Regions from separate parts of the Ovis aries genome. Here region 1 is linked to region 2. A link is a contact called in public Hi-C data. All regions are on one chromosome and are shown on one strand. The core of a region is the stretch at or near the end of the contact, and the rest is flanking DNA. Distances in the headings are between cores, read along the strand shown. Region 1 holds the start of CCDC148 (coiled-coil domain containing 148). Region 2 has its middle 47 kb from the start of DAPL1.

Region 1 (2,917 bases), core at 384-2,883, 340 kb before region 2:
TATTTTGCTAGTACATTAAAACTGAGTTTTTATTTATAAAAATTTGCACTTTACTTTTTCTATTCTCTTATAAACAAACACCACAAAGAAAACAAAAGGCAGAAATTGAAAGCATGATGAGCTAATTTCCATGATGGCAAGGAATGAGACAGCACTCCAAAGTCCCTGCTGGTTTCTTTCCAATTCTATAAATATTTAGGGGGGAGCACTCATATGTTTAGCTGATTTGTTTCACAGTCCAATCCTGCATAGGATTATGGACAAAGTTCAAATTTTACTACAAACTGCGGAAGACACTTTCTAATTAAGGTACCACTGAACAATTCTTGTTTATTTTTGTAATTTTTAATTATGGCAAGATAACAAACAGTAGCATATTATCCAACTTAAAATTCAGGACAGTAGAAAGACATATGTGGCTTGCACACACATTAATCTGTTGCTCTTAACAAAATATTTGTAATTTCCAAAATTCTATCAGTTTTTTCATACAATATGGTCCCTTCAAATTGAAGGGCAGTAGCCTAAACATAGTCTTCTTAATTAAAAAAATAGTGTAAAAATGGCAAAATCAACAAAAAGAAGGAACATAAGAATATCAGTGACTATATCACAAAACAATATAATGCTTAAAAGCCCAGTATGTTCACAAAGTTCTATTTTAATAGCTAGTATCTAGATATGAAAATTACTTACAAAAAGCAATCTGTATTTACGAACTAGCAAAGTGACTTTAAATGAAAGCAAAGCACTTGTAATTAAAGCTCAAGATTTTCTATGTGACTCCATGTCTCAGTTTATTTATCAAATTTAGAGGCAAACTTGAAAATAGGCAGAAAACAAAATCTACCAAGTGTAATCTATTTCCTTTACTCCCTTGTGAAATCATCAGAAGACATGAAGGATCAATTGCCTGTGTCTTGCCCCACCTTGTAAACTCTTAGGGGAAAGAGCATGCACCTGTCAAGCTTATAGTGCAGAATGCACACACAGATGGGCGTTTAATAAATATCCTTCAGTGGAGAGATTAGAGGTTTTCTTTGGGAAGCAGGGAACACATCTCATGCACTGACTAGATGACATCCATCATACAACACGTCAGCCTGTTTCCTCATAAAAATATCATCCAAAGGAAATCTTTGAATGATGTTTAGTCTCCTTTTAAGTCTTTAGACCCAAAATTTTGATGCAAGATCCACCCCAGGGAAGGGGGAGTGGTTGGGAAGAACAAGTAGATTTGATGTGGGTCAGTGACGTCAGGAAGAAGCAATGATTTAAGGGATGGGGTGCAAACTCACCTGGAGAAGCAGAAGGTGCACACGTGTCAAAGGCCAAAGGGCAGAGGCCGAGGGACTCCCTAATCGCAGAAAAAGTGAAATGCCCACTCCCAGGTTCTCAAGGATTCCTCTAGGGGCTCAGCTGTCCCTGCCTTTGACGCGACGGACTAACCCTTCCATGCACAACTGGGTTTGACAGGGAGACAAAGCGAAAGCTGTCCCAATTTCAATCAGCACTCAGGAATCCCTCGGTAGCTCTTTCCTCCACCCCCTCCCGCACCCAAAGCCAGAGACACCTTCATCCTCACTCCCCACCTTCTCCAGGCCCTCTCGCTCTTAACAGCATCGGTCTCTATGGCGACCTGAAACCTCAGTTCCCATTGGTCAGTTCAATATGAGGGCCGGTCCAATGGGAAGAGCCAGCCTTCTCCTTCCGACCAATGGGGTAGGCAGGGAGCAGGTCCGGAGACGGCGGCGTGCTGACGTTCCCGGGAGCCTGGTGCTGGCTGGGCAGGCGGGCTGAGTGCTGGGCGGGCGGCGGCGGCCTCTGGGCAGTAGAGGGGGCTCCGGGGCTGAGTCCGCGTCGACGCCGGCCGCGGAGGCGGCACCATGGGCAAGGGGTAGCGGGGCAAGTTGGCCACCGCCGCCGCCAGGGGTGGTGGGAGAGCCGCTTCGGGGTAGGGGGCGGGTGGGGGAGGGAGGGGCGGGCAGCCGCTCGGCCGCGGCACTTTTTTAATTTTTTCGAGTGCCGCAGCGGCGACCCCACCGCGCCGATGTTCCTGATCCCCGGAGCGACGGCGGCTGCTGCCTAACCTGGAAAGTAAGTGTGCGGGCTTGCGGGAAGGCGCGGAGACTCCGGCTCACAAGACCCCCGGCCCTCGCCCCCTCGGGCCGGAGATGGGACTTGCCTGCGAGGGGCGCGGGGAGGGACGGGGACGGGCGCCTCCCTCCCGTTACTCCGTCCTCACCGCCTCGCGGCCGCCTCGGCTTTCCTGCCCCGCCTCGTGTTCCTGCCCGCACTCGCCTGCCTGCTCCCCTCCCCCCGGTAGGCGCACAAGTTTCACCCTCCATTTGCTTTTCCCGGTGATTACTCTTCCCCTGGTCTCCCCTACACGCAGCGCACGACCCCACCCCGCATTGGCCTTTTTGGATCTAGGGCCCGCAGCCCCAAACTTGAGCGCCACGCCGAGCCCTCCTGGACGTCTGCCGGGAGGCTTCCCCTCTCCTGCCCCCCTGGTACGCCGCCTCGCGCCCCCAACACCCCTGGGCGCCCGTCTTCGCGAACCCCCAGGGCGGCCCGTCCTTCTCTCCAGCCCCAACTCCTGCACCTTGCCCCGCCCCCCCCCTCCCACGTCCCTTCTGCCAGTGCTGTCTTGCGTTTGCCCGGAGTCCCGCGCTTCTAGCTGGTCCTGCCCACCCACCCTGTCCAGTGCGCCCCTCTCTCCTCGCCGCGTATGCTCACGCTCCACCCCTCCCGGTTCTCTAGCCGCAAGCTTCCCCGGCTGCCCTCTTGCGCGGCCGCTTCCTTCTCTCCCTGCCAGGAGTTGAAGAGGAGCTGCGGCACCCCCAGGCGGATAGAGTGTCCCTGCCCGCCGCTGGCGCTGCCCACCCTTCTCTCTTTCCCCCTCTACCCGGGAAGC
Region 2 (3,000 bases), core at 82-2,581:
TTCATCTCACTAGGAACTGATTCAGGGAGGAGCAAAGTAACCCACTTTTGGTCCATGAGGCATGAGATAAGGTCTGTTGGGGCAACTTCTGGAAAACAGTTCGAAGAGAATTCTGAAGAGTTGTGTGAGAGGAAAAAGCCCAGGCCTGCTTCCAGGTGAGTGGGCAGCCACTGTTCTGCAGCCTTGGAGAGGCAGACACCAGGACAGACGCAAACTTGCTGAGGATGAAGGAGCTAAACCAGTGAAGGAGTCAAGTCCTTGGTAATTCTGCTAAGACTCCAAAGTAACTCACCCTAGAACTGCCCTGCCCAGGCCAGGGATTGAACCAGATCTCCTGCATTACAGGGAGATCTTCACCATCTGAGCCACCAGGGAAGCCCAATGAGATAATACCTTTTCCTTATTGTTTACTGCCATTTAGGTGAGGTTTTCTGTCACTTGCCATTGAAAGCAACCTAACTGATACAGGTACTCAGGAAATATTCTTGAATGAGTAAGTGTTTATAAGCTAAACTTGCTAAAGAGGGAGAAGAGAGGAGAGAACTAGAATATTCACTGTCTACAGAGAGCCACGTGGGAGAGCACTCTCAGGCACATTATGCCATTTACGCTTCTTAGCCAACTGGTAACCATGATAGTTTTCCCCATATTAGAGATGAGGAAACTGAAGTTCAGAGAAATTGTGTATCCAGCCCAAGGTCACAGAGTTGGTAGGTGCTGGAGCTGGGGAACATTTCGTACTGTTTTATGAGGACTTAGTTCAACATCTGAGCTGAGAGTTCTCATTGATAGTACAGGTTTTTTGTTTTTAATTTCTTTTTTTCTTCTTTCATTTTCACTTATAGTTGAATTTTTGTCTACTACTTTAGAAGTTAAGCAATCTAATTTTGATCTTTAAAAGGTCACTTCTAACCTTTGACCTACACATGTTTACTCACCCCAATTAACTTTCCCATCCCATCACTGTCTCCATGTTCCCCTCCAGAATAGTGTCTTATCACCCTTCATCTGAAATCAGGGCCCGAGGGCCCCAGTCCAAGGGACAATCCTAACACCTCTTGAGCTCGCATCAAGTTACTGTTGGAGTTTCTCCAGGGTTGCCAGCAGCCCTCCTGACAGGAAGCCTGGGAAAGGGAAGAGAATACCATATAGACCTAATTCAAAAATACTTTATTTACACTATACCATGAGGCCTGCTAGACACATGTAGCCTACCAGCATATTCCTCTAGTAATCTCAGGAACAACAAAAATGATTTGTTCAACTCTCTGCAGCCCTTTTCTTCTCCCTGGGCTGGGACTACGCGAGAGGAACAGAGAGTGCGGTCTTTCCTTTGCCCGCCAGAATGTCTTTCTCGCAGCCAGCATTTCACAGATGGATGCCGTAGAAAATGCCTTAGCTGCATCCCGGGAATTTCAACTGCTTTCCTCCTGTTTCTGAGGGAAAACAAACAAACAAACAGAAACTGTCCTTTCTATAGCAAAGCCCCAGGAATCGGCTGTTGGCTGTGCAGAGGGCCTTATGAGCTGGCAATCATGTGCCCTCTTGTGGTCATCTGGAGGAAGTCCCACCAGATGGTCCTGTCTGCAGAAAATCTGCAGGGAGTGTGGGATTCAGAAACAGAATGCCTCAGAACACTTTAATGATAAACGTTATGGTGGAAAGTCACTTGCTTTAGAGTTTTACGTAAAGTACCAAGTACAGGTCATGGGTGTTAAAAGGGACATCCAGGCCGTCCTCAAAATCTGGCAGGTTTCACTGACGTTGCCCTGGGACTGGCCTCCAAGCCTGAGCCCCTAAGGATTAGGTGGATTCCCAAAGCAAGAACCCCCCTGGGAAGAGAGGCTGTTTCTGATAGGAAAATATTTGATAAGAAGCTGAGGCCTGAGTGGACACAATGGTTCTGGCTAGACCCTGGGGAAGGATCTCTTATTTTTTAAATTGCAGCCTAAGGGAAGATGAAAAGAACAAACGGAAAAGTGAGAAAGCCAGGTGAGAGAAGGCTGGCCACACCTTCACATGTAAGTGTCCCTGGGCTTGCCCCACCACAATCCCATCAAGATTTCAGATGAGTCTGTAAGGCCCACTAGTGAGTCAGGGGTCCTCTGGGGGCATCTCAAAACTCTTCATCAGTCAGTGCAAAAGTGAAACTAGCAGGAGGGCACAGGAGTGGGGAGGCTTGAAGAAGCACAAGAAAGTAAGCCTGATGGGCCCACAGGTATCAGGGGAAGGGAATGGAGCATAATTATCCAAATCTAACCAGACTTCTGTGGGGGACTCTAGAAGGTGAAGCTGCACAACCTAACCTTGGTTAAAGCAGATGTTCAGGCTTGGGTGTTCAGAGACAACTGCCCACCTTAACAGCAACTCTAGCCTGAAGGCCGAAATTCACACCATACTGACAAGAGCAGGATAGCTTTCACAGCAGGCCATCTGAACTCAGAGGGGAAGACTGTGACCTCAGGGTTCAAGAACAAAGCCTTCCATCTCAGACTAGCGTAATAAGCTGTTGAAATGCCTCCAGATTTAGCTATTTAAATTCCTCAAGATAGGGATGTGACAGCAAAGACAGACCCCGGTGAGCATCCCAGGTCCAGGGACTTGTCCGTTTTAATACGACAAATGAGTAGCAACACTGGGACTCAAACCCAGGACTTTAATTGCAAATCTCACCTTCTTATCCTATCCTAAGTTGCCTCTCCCATACATAAAGGCCTTTTTAATTATTTTTTTTAATGGTGAAATAACTTCAATTGAGAAAATCTCAATAGTCAAATCCTTCTCCCTGACCTAATCTACTGCCCTTCTATTGGTACTAGAAAAATAAGTATTATAACAGCCCTAAAACTGCCGACACATTTGAAAAATATTTAGCTGTTCGTCAAAGGATGAGACCCACCTGACAAAATAAAACCAAAATAAAGCATCTATAACTGCTCTTCTCCACATCTGTCATGTGTGCCTATAAACAAATGTTATATCCCCTTCCATGGAGATGTC

Evidence for each region. Hi-C and Micro-C count contacts between places; a contact is called where the count stands out from the background.
Region 1: a contact with region 2 is called in a Hi-C map of hypothalamus, with 2.7 times the contacts expected there. The contact joins the promoter of CCDC148 here to the enhancer-like site in region 2. A contact is called at or near these places in 4 of 16 Hi-C or Micro-C datasets (hypothalamus, muscle, omental adipose tissue and 1 more).

What each region holds. Positions count from the first base shown.
Region 1 is chr2:151,255,221-151,258,137 of ARS-UI_Ramb_v3.0, reverse strand. CCDC148 (coiled-coil domain containing 148) reads right to left here and starts at 1,633. Exons shown (of 16, transcript XM_060409905.1): 1 at 1,299-1,633. It overlaps PKP4 (plakophilin 4), which reads left to right and starts at 1,768. Exons shown (of 20, transcript XM_060409902.1): 1 at 1,768-2,097.
Region 2 is chr2:150,914,887-150,917,886 of ARS-UI_Ramb_v3.0, reverse strand. No RefSeq gene overlaps it. Among named protein-coding and RNA genes, the nearest start is that of DAPL1, 47 kb to the right of the region's middle. Within about 2 kb of position 1,331, at least 5 of the 54 cell types and tissues checked have an H3K27ac peak or open chromatin away from gene starts, as enhancers often do. A contact at or near this core is called in hypothalamus, where this site is marked.